Linked DNA regions of Mus musculus: region 2 is linked to region 1. A link is a contact called in public Hi-C data. All regions are on one chromosome and are shown on one strand. Each heading gives the region's core, a stretch centred on a gene start, on an enhancer-like site or on the middle of the called end of the contact. The rest is flanking DNA. Distances are from core to core; before and after follow the strand shown.

Region 1 (6,881 bases), core at 489-2,988:
GTACCAATCTGTAGGGAGCAGATGTCACCTGGAGCTCAGAGCCCGGGATTTGAGCCAAGGTTGAAGAAGGAGTCAGGAAAAACCGTAGTGACAAATCAGTCGAGCCAGCGGCCGTGTCAGCGCTAAGATGGCATGCTTGCTTCCCGACTTCGCAGCCAGCTTTGCTGTGAGAAGACTTGGAAGGAAGGAGAAAGGAAAATGGCACGTGCCAAGCAAGCAGACAGCGGTGGCCTGCCACAGAAGAAAAGCGCGTTTAATCACAGCCCCCATACTTTCTCTTACTGACTAACGGCAGAGGGAAGCGCCTAATGAAGTTACTGCTCTGCTGACTGAATTTGTGATTTTTGGCTTGTAAACATCCACTGTTGAGCGCTCACTTGTTTACTGAAGCTGCCTGGTAGAGGCGGATTCCACAGTTAGCTCATTCATCCATCGAATCTAGCTGAACACTGAAAGTCAACTAACCAAGGCGAACGGGCTTTGGTTGTATGAACACCCCAGGCCAGAGGGTATTAATAAATCTAAAGAAGAACAAATGTCGGCGATAGTGAAGAAGACAGAACTATCTACAGCAGAAAAGAAGGCAGGAAAAGACAGATAAAACCACTCGGGTCCTAACCCACAGCCCCTACTGCCATATCTTGAATGTCACACCTCATTCTTGCCCTTCTGACCTTCAGGGCTACTCTCAGCACAAATCACAGACTTTAAATCTACCCTTAGCAGGTTCACCCAATGGTGCATCACTTGCAGTCACAGGACCCCAGAGTGCCGCAGAGGTCAAAGAGAACAGATGAGAATCGAGTCTACTTTGTAGGTGGGAATTGAATCTGCTTCATTCCAAGGGCTGGAACTCTGAGAAGACAATGGATTAACAGCCTGAAAATCTCATCTGCCTCTGACAGATTCTACAGGAAATAGGATTAGAGAGGGCCAACAGCAGAGCGCTCACCCCTGTGCTCTGGTGGTCAGCCATCATCTTGAGACTTGGGGTGTCTGTGCCTCTCTGGTTCTCAGCACTGTGCTTTCCCTTGGCTCTATAGATGTCTGGACCTGGGCACATCATGAAACACTGAGCCAAGTTTGTTTCTGATGGTTCTCAACCTTCAGGGGCCCCTAGACTGGGATAAGGTTAATGCAGAACAGACCCGAACAGTATGTCCTGCACTCCTACAACCTAAGTGTGAACGGGTGTCTTTATTAGATGAGCCGGCCCATCAACCAACACTGCGATCAAATATGTTAGAGAAATGTGTTGGCTTGTTTTTCCAGAAGTGTTTTTTTTTTTTAGAAGCAGGTGGCCCCATTGGAAGATAAGTTCACCTGTGTCCTCAGAGCCCATGGCTACACCCCACCTCCAGAGGCTACAGCTGCTGCCTTCTGCATGAGTCAGCTGGGATGTAGCATGCAGCAGGCAGTGAGGGAGCCGGGAGCACTTTAAGGCGTTGGGAGGGGGGAGCCAGGAGAAAGCTAACTAATAGCTTGCAAGCGTGTCTTCTAAAGAGTGTGTTAACCAAACAAGCTGCCATCCCCTAATCCCTCCCACTCCTGCCTGAATGTACACTAATTGAAAATTAAGTTTTCAATTTGAAACCATTTTCTAATTCTGTCTCATTCAGGAGCAGTTAGAGCCCCGGTGTTCTCCTGAATTCCCAACGTGCTTTTCCTGCACTCCCTCAGGAAGGCAACAAAAGCGGCTTGTCAACACATAACCGAGAGCAGCAGGTGGAGAGCAGGAGTCATGGGTGGGAGCCAAAGACAGGAGGCCTGACCCTCCCTCCTAGGACTCCTGCTGACCTGGGCTGGACAGGAAATGTGCTTCTCTGGCCTCCATCTACCCAGTTTGCCAGAGTTGCAGGACAGTAAATGGAACTCTGTCATCATCCTTTGTCTAGTAGGTTAAGAAAGCCCAAGGCAATAAGAGAATTTCCTTGTGGGCAGGTTAATCCTGGAGCCCTGTTCTCTAAGGCTCACTAGCCCTGGTGACTGACCTATTTAAAAGCAAAAGGACAGCAGCTTAATGGGGGCTGGGGACTAAGTTCCTTTGGACTCAGATACTTAAAAAATGAAAACAAAATAAGTTCATTAGTTACTTTTCTCGTTGCTATGACCAAATCCCTGACCAAGGGCAACCTAATGGAGGAAAAATTTGCTTTGGCTTATAGTTTAAGAAAGCCCACCATCCTTCATGGCAGGAAGGCACAGTAACGGGAGCAGGAGGGAGCTGGTGATGTTGCAAGAAGCAGAGAGCAGTCAGGAAATGGGGCTAAGCTGGTGTCTTAATTGGGTTTTATTTCTGTGAAGTGACACCATGATCATGACAACTCTTATAAAGGAAAACAGATACCTGGGTCTGGCTTACAGTTTCAGGGGTTTAGTCCACACAGTCATGGCGGGAAGCATGACAGCAGCAGGCAGAGAACTGGCCTAAGCTTCTGAGACATCACAGCCCACTTCCTCCAACAAAGCCACACCTACTTTAACAAGACCACACCCCCTAAGGGTGCCACTCCCTGTGGACCAAGCATTCAAACACATGAGTCTATGGGGGTCATTCCTATTCAAGCCACCACATTCCACTCTCTGGCTCCTGTAGGCTTGTAGCCATAATAATGCAAGATGCATTTAGTCCAACTGCAAAAGACCCCCATAGTCTATCACGGTCTCAAACTTGTTTAAAAGTACGATAATCAAAGTCTCTTCTGAGATTTATGCAATCTCTTATCTGCAGTCCATTCTAAAATCACATTTTAAAAAGCAGACCACATAGTTCCAGCATATAATAGCACAGGGTACGCATTACTCTTCTATAAAGCGGGGAAGGAAGCACAGGAAAGAAATGCTGGACCAATGCAAGACCAAAACCCAGCTGGGCAAACTTCAAACTCTGCATGTCTGATGTCAAAGCACTCCAGATCCCCAGCTCCCTTCAGCTTTATTGACTACAACACACTGCTCTCTCTCTCTCTCTCTCTCTCTCTCTCTCTCTCTCTCTCTCTCTCTCTCTCTCTCTCTCCAGCACCATGTCTGCCTGGACGCCATCATGCTTCCCACCGTGATGATGATGGACTGAACCTCAGAATCTGTAAGCCAGCTCCAACAAATGTGTCCTTTCTAAGAGTTGCATTGGCCATGGTGTCTCTTCACAGCATCTCTTCACAGCAATGGAAGCTTCAACTAAAACACCAGGCTTTATCTTCATTGCTTCACACATTGGCATCTCTAGGCCTCCAAGCAAGAACACCCCTTCCACATGCCTGACCTCAACAGTTTTTCTTAGTCATGGAAGGAGAGTCCATAACCACTTTATTCTATCCTTGACTCTAAAGCCAGAACCACATGGCTGAAGCTGCCAAGTTCTGATGCTTCCTGAGGCTGGAACATGACCCCCTTTTTCAATTACATCTTTACCGGCTTTCTGTTTTCTTCATTAACTAAGCTTGGCTGGCCTGGAATTTGCTCTGTAGACCAGGATGGCCTTGAATTTAGAGACCCTCCTGCCTCTGCCTCCTAAGTTCTGAGATTAAATGCATGTGCACTAAAACACAGCCCTAGGCTTTTCATTAATTCTTTTTCACATGTTGGAAGCTTAGCTGAGTAGGATCTTGCCTTGTGATCACCAATCCTTTTATTCCATTTAACATCAGGATTTTTAAAACCTATTTATCTCCTTAAACACAGGATTTAGCTCCATTTTATTTACTTTTCCCCTCAAGCTGCACATTTGGTATCTTTCCTTGCCCAGTTCACTCTCCTTCATTTTAGAACTGTATAGGAGTGAACACCAGTAACCACACGACAGAGTCAATACCAGGCTGCTTTGAGACTTCCCCTGCCAAACCAATTAATCCCAAACTCTTTAATGTATCCTCAGGAAGACTTTCTGAATAAAGGCAGAAAGCAGACATATTCTTTACCAAAACATCACAAAAACAGTCTCTAGCCTACATACTAACACCTGTCTCCTCCGAACCTCTTGAGTCAGGTCCCCACAATTCAAGTCACCCTCAGCACCACTGTCTTCCATGCCCCTACTAAGATGGTGCATTAAGCCCCACTTAAAACATTCAACTGCTTTTCTAATACAAAGTTCCAAAGTCCATATTCCAAACAGAAGTATGATCAGGCAAGCCTATCCAGTAATACCCCACCCCTGGTATCAACTTCTGTCTTAGCGTTTTATGTGAAGAGACAGCATGACCATGAAAACTCTTATAAAGAAAAACATCTAATTGGGGTTGACTTGGAGTTTCTGAGGTTTGGTCCATTAGCATCATGGTGGGGAGCATAGCAGCATGCAGGCAGACATGGTCCTGGAGAAGGAGCTAGGAGTTCAACATCTGGATCTGAAGGCAGCAGACAGCAAACTGACTTGAACTTCTAAAACCTAACATTCTATCCCCTAGTGACACAATTCCTCCAGCAAAGCCACACCTACTTCAATAAGGCCATATGTCCTAACAGTGCCACTTCCTATGGACCAAGCATTCAAGCATATGAATCTATTGGGGCCATTGATATTCAAACTGCCACAGCATAGCTGTAGACTTCAAGGTCCACCCCAGTTACTCCCATAAAGCTCCATTTACTAAAGATTTTACTAACTACCAGCTGAGGACCAAATCTCCAAGCACAGAAACCTGGGAAGATGCGGAAACAGTTCACATTCAAGCCACAACAGCAATGAAAATTAGTTTACTTTAGTTTAGATCATCACTACTCCAGAATAAAGAATGAGTCATATCTTCCACAAATTGGCATCATGTACACATTTTTTCCACATTAGGGTTTATGCTAACTATTTTTCAACCACCAAAGCACACAAGAATAATGCAAGAAGCCAGGCAGTGATGGTGCATGCCTTTAATCCCAGCACTTGGGAGGCAGAGGCAGGTGGATTTCTGAGTTTGAGGTCAGCCTGGTCTACAGAGTGAGTTCCAGGACAGCCAGGGCTACACAGAGAAACCTTGTCTCAAAAAAACAGAAAAAAAAGGAATAATGCAAGAGAGGGATGTGTTTTATCTCTAATTTGCAGAGGGCTCAGTCTACAGCCATTGGCCTCACTGATTCTGCCTATAGAGAGGCAGAGCATCAGGGCTTGAGTGTGGCAGAGGCTTCTCAGTCCATGCAGAAAGAAGAAGGGAAAGAGAGAGGTGAAGGGAGAAAAGTAGGAGGTTCTTGGACAACATCAGGCCCTCCCTCAGGCATAGCCCTGTGACTCTCATGTAGGCCTCATCTCCTAAGATTCTATGAAAATTGTTCTATGAAATTCACCCAAAAATTGTTATCATACTCCATACACAACTGTGGGGATCTCGTACTGAAACCATAACAGGTATTCCTCGTCTCATGCTTAACTTTCTCAGTGAGAGTAAATAGATTTATTTCAGATGCTCCTTAAGGGTCCCTCAGTGTCCCCGGAGGCCGCCTCCTTCAAGCATCTGATATGTCAATCATTATCTCAGGCCTCCTCATCCCTGTCTCCTCCTGCAGCTCCCAGCTTCCGTTTCAAAACTCTGCAGGCCTCCAGTGTCTGCTGACCTCAATCCTATTCTTCTTTTGTCTTTAAAAAAAAAAAAAAAAAAAAAAAAAACAGTCCCACTTTGTCTTGAATTTGCATTGAATAGTAAGATTTTCACCCTTCATGAATCTTTAAAAGCCTAACACTCACCTTCAAAGATAAAAGATACAGGACTGACCAGAGAAGGATGTATAACGAGAATTGTTGTAATTGGTAAGTGGGTGTTTTCATTTACAAAGCTTTTCCTACAAAATTTGACAGCCCTCCCCTCAAATTTTCTTTTTATGAATCCAGTGTCTACCACAGGTTGCTATCAAGTGTTGATTTCAAAATACCCAGTTCTAATCAATGGTTGGGCTCCTGGGAAGGGGAAGGGAGTGGGGCTGTTTTAGAAGCTTAATTAATGAAGTCTTCCCTAGCACCATTATAAATAAACCAGGATAAATGACACAGCCCTACCCCTCTCTCGGCATCTGAGATGAACAAGAGTGTCACATGCCTTAATCTGAGTGTAGGCTCAAAAATGCAAATTTTGTAATGAATCAGAATTTGAGTGGCATCAGCTTGAATGAGCTAGAAGCTGAGACCTGTCTAGCAGAAGCAATGATGGCGTCTTCCCGGGAACTTGCCTGGGGCTTGAAGAGTTGTCGATGGGAACAGAGGAACAGAAGCATAAGTAACTAACGGCTGCTTCAGGTGGCAGGTAGAAAGGGAAAGATCTGAGGGAATCTTAGGCCTGGCTGGACAGGAGGAACTCAAGGAGTTCAAAGGTCGGTTCCTCTTGCTGGGAAGGGCTAAGGAAACCTGCTATGAAAGACATTATTTACCAGTGAAAATCAATGTTTCGTGGTTTGAGTCTTTATACAGAATTCAGTTGCACAAAGAACTGGGAGAGTTACTTTGCGTCACCTTCCACCCCAAGGTAACTGTAGTTCCTATAGTTCAAGTAAGCCTCAACCACTGCATGACTACAGGAAGTGACCTTGTTTCCCTGCCTTATTGATCTTTATTAACAATGACCACAAAGAGTCCCTCTCTATGTCACAAGTTTTGAGGCTTGATCTAAGAACCATATACATATACACACACACACAAACACACACACACACACACACACACACACACACACACACACCTTGCTAAGTGGCCATTGATGGAGAAAGGAGAGAATATGAATGAGGCTAAGGTAGAGCCTGACAAACTGGGGTCAGACAGGGTGGAGATGTTTGACTGAGACAGCAGTAGTTTCTCAACCCAGATCTGCTATAAAACGTACATGGTTTCCCACACAAACAACTAAGAGTGCATCACTAAGAACCCGGATGTGTAAAAGAAGCAAAAGAAAGCAGGGTGATCACAG
Region 2 (6,108 bases), core at 1,473-3,972, 190 kb before region 1:
CCTCTGATGGGGAAGTATCCTTAGGCTGTATGGTTCTGGATCTTCAGGTCAGTGTGGTATAGGATTCACAGGTCTGTTTGGTTCAGGATCTGTAGACAGATGAAGATGTGCAGAGAAGTGGTGGAATAATTGAAGACTGCCTAGCAGGCTGCTCAGGACAGCTTGGCTTGCCCATAGGACTCAGTGAACAAGGAAGATGTGTAAAAGAAGGGAATCTTACTTGAATGATTCTAGGTCCATATGTCTCATGAAGGTGGGTGGAAAGGTGGGGGGAGGAGAATAGATGTGCCCATGAAATAACAGACTGTTCAAGTAAGATCTGCTTGCTCCAGAGGACTCAGCAAGCAAGGAAGATAGGTGGTAGAAGGGAAGCTAATCTGTATGGTTCAAGATCCACGGGTCTGATAAATGTAGGCAGAGAGGTGAGGGGTAGATTATTTTAATTAATTTTAAGATTAGAAACTGTGAAAGGAGATAGTGATCAGGTGTCAGGAGGAGGTGACGTGGGAGAGTGCTGGGAGTGAGAATGAAAATTGGTAGGGGACATCTCTGGTGACTTAGCTGGAGGCCTACAACAGGGGAGAATACAGGGTGTCTATGGGGGTGACCCTAGGTAAGATTTGTTCAAACAGGGTATATAGAGACTGAAGTGGCTACCTCCTGTAGCCAGGCAGGACTTCCAGAGGAGGGAGGGGAACATCAACCCATCCACAAAACCTTCAAATCAAAATTGTTCCTGCCTACAAGATGTGTAGGGAAAAAATGGAGCAGAGACTGAGGGAACAGCCAACCAACCACTGCCCCAACTTGAGATCCATTCCCTGTGAGACAGCCAATCCCCGATATTATTAATGATATTCTGGTATACTTGAGGACAGGAATCTAGAATAACTATATCCTGCTGAGAGGTTTCATCTGGCAGTAGTTTGAGGCTTATACAGAGACCCACAGCCAAACATCAGGCAGAGCTCAGGAAGTGGTGTGGAAGAGTGAAGGATAGAATTGGGCAAGCAGGAGAGGACAGGGACACCACAATAAGACTTACAACATCAACTAACCTGGGTCCATATAGACAGGGCCACCAGCCAGAGGGTATGCAGGGGCTGCACCCAGGCACCCTACACATTTGTAGCAAATGCCTTGCTTGGTCTTCATGTAGGTCCCCTAAAAAGTGAAGTCTGTCTCAGTCTTTTTTCCCTGACATTGGATCGCCTTCCCCCTACTTGGACTGCCTGCTTGGGCAACAGTGGCAGAGTGTGGGGCTGTGAGAGGCAGCCTGTTATAGTTGAACGAGGCTTGTTCCAGTGACCCAGTAGAGACCCAGTAGAAAACACTACAAGGGATAGAACAGTGAGCCACGTTCCCAGAGTCAGGTGCCTGACACCACAGAGCCCTCTGCCCCGACAGACCCTTCTAGCTTTTAGAGTCTCAGATGAGAAATCAGATATAATTCGGACAGGTCTGCCTTTATGTTACTTGGGTTTTTTCCCTTGCTGCTTTTAAAATCCCTTCTTTGCTCTGTATGCTTAGTGATTACTATGTAATGGGAGGGTTTTCTTTTCTGATCCAATCTGTTTGGTGTTCTGTAAGCTTTTTGTACCTTTATAGGCATCTTTGTTTAGGTTGAGAAAATTTTATTCTATAATTTTATTGAAGATGTCTTCTGGGCCTTTGAGCTGGGAATCTTTACTCTCTTCTCTTCCTGTTTCTTAGGTTTGTACTTTTCAGTGTTCTAGATTTCCTGGAAGTTCATGCCATAGGCTTTCTAGGTTTTGTGTTTTCTTTGACTGATATTGATTTATTCTATCATATTTTCACCTGAGATTTGCTCTTCCATCTCCTATATTCTGTTGCTGATGCCTATCTCTGAAGTTCCTGTTCTCTTTCCTAGGTTTTCCATCTCCAGGATTGCCTCAGTTTGTGTTTTCTTTATTGCTTCCATTTTCTTTTTCAGGCCTTGGACATTTTTATTCATATTCTTCACATGTTTAATTGTATCTTCCTGTATTTCTTTATATTTATTTGCTTGATTTTTTTTCCAAGACAGGGTTTCTCTGTGTATCTCTGACTGTCCTGGAACTCACTCTGTAGACCAGGCTGGCCTTGAACTCAGAAATCCGCCTGCCTCTGCCTCCCAATTACTAGGATTAAAGGCGTGCGCCACCACTGCCTGACTTGCTTCTTCTTTTAATGTCTCTGAATGTATTTTCCTGGGTTTTTTGTTTGTTTGTTTGTTTTTGTTTTTGTTTTTGTTTTTTTAGTATAGAATAGAGTTTATTCAGGGCATGGGGAGGGGTGTCAAGAGGCAGAGAAAGGCATACATAGAGAAAGAATAGAGAAGTAGAGGAGTAGAGGCCAGCCCTGAGCATATGGAGGTGTGGGGGGGGGGGTGAGTGGGGAGATGGGGGAAGGGGTGAGGGGACAGAGCAAGATCAAAAAGGCAAGAGCTTCCTGTTTCCTTAAGGGATTTGTTTCCTCTTTAAAAGCCTCAATCGTCTTTATAAGATTATATTTAAGATCTTCTTGTGTTTCGGTTTTATTAGAATATCTAAGGTTAGTTGTAGCAGGATATCTGGGCTCTGGTAGTACCATATTGCCCTGGGTTTTGTTGACTGTGTTCTTATGCTATCCTTTAGGCATGTGGTATTCCCTAGTGTTGGCTAGATAATCCTGATGGCAGCAGGAGTTCTCTGGAAGGTGTGTTGAGCCATAGCCCAGACACTCTGCTGGCTGTCCGAGGCAGACCAGCTGGGGTAGCAGATGGATCCAACTAGGATGGATGGTCAGGTAAGGTTCCAAGCTAGTTGGTTTTAGGGTTGGCAAAGGTTTCCATGGGTAGGGGGACAGGATGCTTTTGGGGTCCTGCAAGTTTTCTCAAGACTGGGGAGCAAGGCCAGAGCTAGACAATGGGGCTCCAGGGACTCCATGCACCACTCCCTGCCTTTAATGGGATCTTACTCTGACTTCCTCTGCAGTTCCATAGTACGTTGTTCTAAAACTCCGAGTTCTCACTGCACCTGGTCATAGACAGCCACCATGAGGCTTCCTCTATTATTAGGTTGAACAAGGCAAGGGAAACCATGATTTTTGATGTTAAAAAAACTGGTACAAATTCTAGTTTTGTATGTTCTTACCTGTATAAGCTGGGTCAAATTAGTTAACCTCTATGAGTTTGATTTGTCTCATTGAAAACTCATTGACAAAATCCAACACAGATTTGACAAAATCCAACACCCATTCATGATAAAAGCCTTAGAAAGATCAGGAATTCAAGGCCCATACCTAAATATGATAAAAGCAATCTACAGCAAACCAATAGCCAACATCAAAGCAAATGGTGAGAAGCCAGAAGCAATCCCACTAAAATCAGGGACTAGACAAGGCTGACAACTTTCTTCCTAACTATTCAACATTGTACTTGAAGTCCTAGCCAGAGCAATTCAACAACAAAAGGAGATCAAGGAGATACAAATTGGAAAGGAAAACATCAAAATATCATTTTTTGCAGATGATATGATAGTATATATAAGTGACCCTAAAAATTCCACGAGAAAACTCCTAAACAGGATAAACAGCTTCAGTGAACTAGCTGGATATAAAATTAACTCAAACAAGTCAATGGCCTTTCTCTACACAAAAGATAAACAGACTGAGAAAGAAATTAGGGAAACAACACCCTTCTCAGTAGTCACAAATGATATAAAATACCTTGGTGTGACTCTAACTAAGGAAGTGAAAGATCTGTATGATAAGAACTTCAAGTCTCTGAAGAAAGAAATTAAGGAAGATCTCAGAAGATGGAAAGAACTCCCATGCTCATGGATTGGCAGGATCAATATAGTAAAAATGGATATCTTGCCAAAAGCAATCTACAGATTCAATGCAATCCCCATCAAAATTCCAATGAATTAGAAAGGGCAATCTGCAAATTCATCTGGAATATCAAAAAACCTAGGATAGCAAAAACTCTTCTCAAGGATAAAAGAACCTCTGGTGAAATCACCATGCCTGACCTAAAGCTGTACTACAGAGCAAATGTGATAAAAAACTGCATGGTACTGGTATAGTGACAGACAAGTAGACCAATAGAATAGAATTGAAGACCCAGAGATGAACCCACACACCTATGGTTACTTGATCTTTGACAAGGGAGCTAAAACCATCCAGTAGAAGAAAGACAGCATTTTCAACAAATGGTGCTGGCACAACTGGCAGTTATCATATAGAAGAATGCAAATTGATCCATTCCTATATCCTTGTACTAAGGTCAAATGTAAGTGGATCAAGGAACTCCACATAAAACCAGAGACAGTGAAACTTATAGAGGAGAAAGTGGGGGAAAGTCTGGAAGATATGGGCACAGGGGAAAAAAATTCCTGAACAGAACAGCAATGGCTTGTGTTGTAAGATCTAGAATCGACAAATAGGACCTCATAAAATTGCAAAGCTTCTGTAAGACAAAAGACACCGTCAATAAGACAAAAAGACCAAAAACAGATTGGGAAAGGATCTTTACCTATCCCAAATCAGATGGGGGACTAATATCAAACATATATAAAGAACTCAAGAGGGTGGACTCCAGAAAATCAAATAACCCCATTAAAAATGGGGCTCAGAGCTGAACAAAGAATTCTCACCTGAGGAATACCGAATGGCAGAGAAGCACCTGAAAAAACTGTTCAACATCCTTAATCATCAGGGAAATGCAAATCAAAACAACCCTGAGATTCCACCTCACACCAGTCAGAATGGCTAAGATCAAAAATTCAGGGGACAGCAGATGCTGGCTAGGATGTGGAGAAAGAGGAACATTCCTCCATTGTTGGTGGGATTGCAAGCTTGTACAACCACTCTGGAAATCAGTCTGGCAGTTCCTCAGAAAATTGGATATAGTACTACTGGAGGATCCCGCAATACCTCTTCTGGGCATATATCCAGAAGATGTTCCAACGGGTAAGAAGGACACATGCTCCACCATGTTCATAGCAGCCTTATTTATAATAGCCAGAAGCTGGAAAGAACCCAGATGCCCCTCAACAGAGGAATGGATACAGAAAATGTGGTACATTTACACAATGGAGTACTACTCAGCTATTAAAAAGAATGAATTTATGAAATTCCTAGGCAAATGGATGGACCTGGAGGGCATCATCCTGAGTGAGGTAACCCAATCACAAAGGAACTCACACAATATGTACTCACTGATAAGTGGATATTAGCCCAGAAACTTAGGATACCCAAGATATAAGATACAATTTGCTAAACGCATGAAACTCAAGAAGAATGAAGACCAAAGTGTGGACACTTTGCCCCTTCTTAGAATTGGGAACAAAACACCCATGGAAGGAGTTACAGAGACAAAGTTTGGAGCTGAGATGAAAGGATGGACCATCTAGAGACTGCCATACCCACGGTTCCATCCCATAATCAGCCTCCAAACGCTGACACCATTGCATACACTAGCAAGATTTTGCTGAAAGGATCCTGATATTGCTGTCTCCTGTGAGGTTATTCTTGGGCCTAGCAAACACAGAAGTGAATGCTCACAGTCAGTTATTAGATGGATCACAGGGCCCCCAATGGAGGAGCTAGAGAAAGTACCCTAGAAGCTAAAGGGATCTGCAACCCTATAGGTGGAACAACATTATGAACTAACCAGTACCACCCTCGGAGCTCATGTCTCTAGCTGCATATGTATCAGAAGATGGCCTAGTTGGCCATCAGTGGAAAGAGAGGCCCATTGGTCTTGCAAACTTTATATGCCTCAGTACAGGGGAACCGCAGGGCCAAGAAGTGGGAGTGGGTGGATAAGGGAGTTGTGGGGGAGGGTATGTGGGATTTTTGGAATAGCATTGGAAATGTAAATGAAGAAAATACCTAGTAAATAAATAAATAAATAAATAGGCACCCCTATGCCTTTCTTTGTCAAGGAAAGAAAACAAAACAAAATAAAACAAAAACCTGATACATGTGCCAAAAAAGAAAAGAAAAGAAAGGAAAGGAAAGGAAAGGAAAGGAAAGGAAAGGAAAGGAAAGGAAAGGAAAGGAAAGGAAAGGAAAGAAAGGAAAGGAAAGGAAAGGAAAGGAAAGGAAAGGAAAGGAAAGGAA

The links. Hi-C and Micro-C count contacts between places; a contact is called where the count stands out from the background.
Region 2: a contact with region 1 is called in a Hi-C map of cerebellar granule neurons, with 1.7 times the contacts expected there. The contact joins two enhancer-like sites. A contact is called at or near these places in 4 of 484 Hi-C or Micro-C datasets (the 63-12 cell line, cerebellar granule neurons, cerebellum and 1 more).

What each region holds. Positions count from the first base shown.
Region 1 is chr2:94,473,323-94,480,203 of GRCm38.p6, reverse strand. No RefSeq gene overlaps it. Among named protein-coding and RNA genes, the nearest start is that of Api5, 39 kb to the right of the region's middle. Within about 2 kb of position 1,738, at least 6 of the 459 cell types and tissues checked have an H3K27ac peak or open chromatin away from gene starts, as enhancers often do. A contact at or near this core is called in cerebellar granule neurons and cerebellum, where this site is marked.
Region 2 is chr2:94,662,660-94,668,767 of GRCm38.p6, reverse strand. No RefSeq gene overlaps it. Among named protein-coding and RNA genes, the nearest start is that of Gm24318, 44 kb to the right of the region's middle. Within about 2 kb of position 2,722, at least 2 of the 459 cell types and tissues checked have an H3K27ac peak or open chromatin away from gene starts, as enhancers often do. A contact at or near this core is called in cerebellar granule neurons and cerebellum, where this site is marked.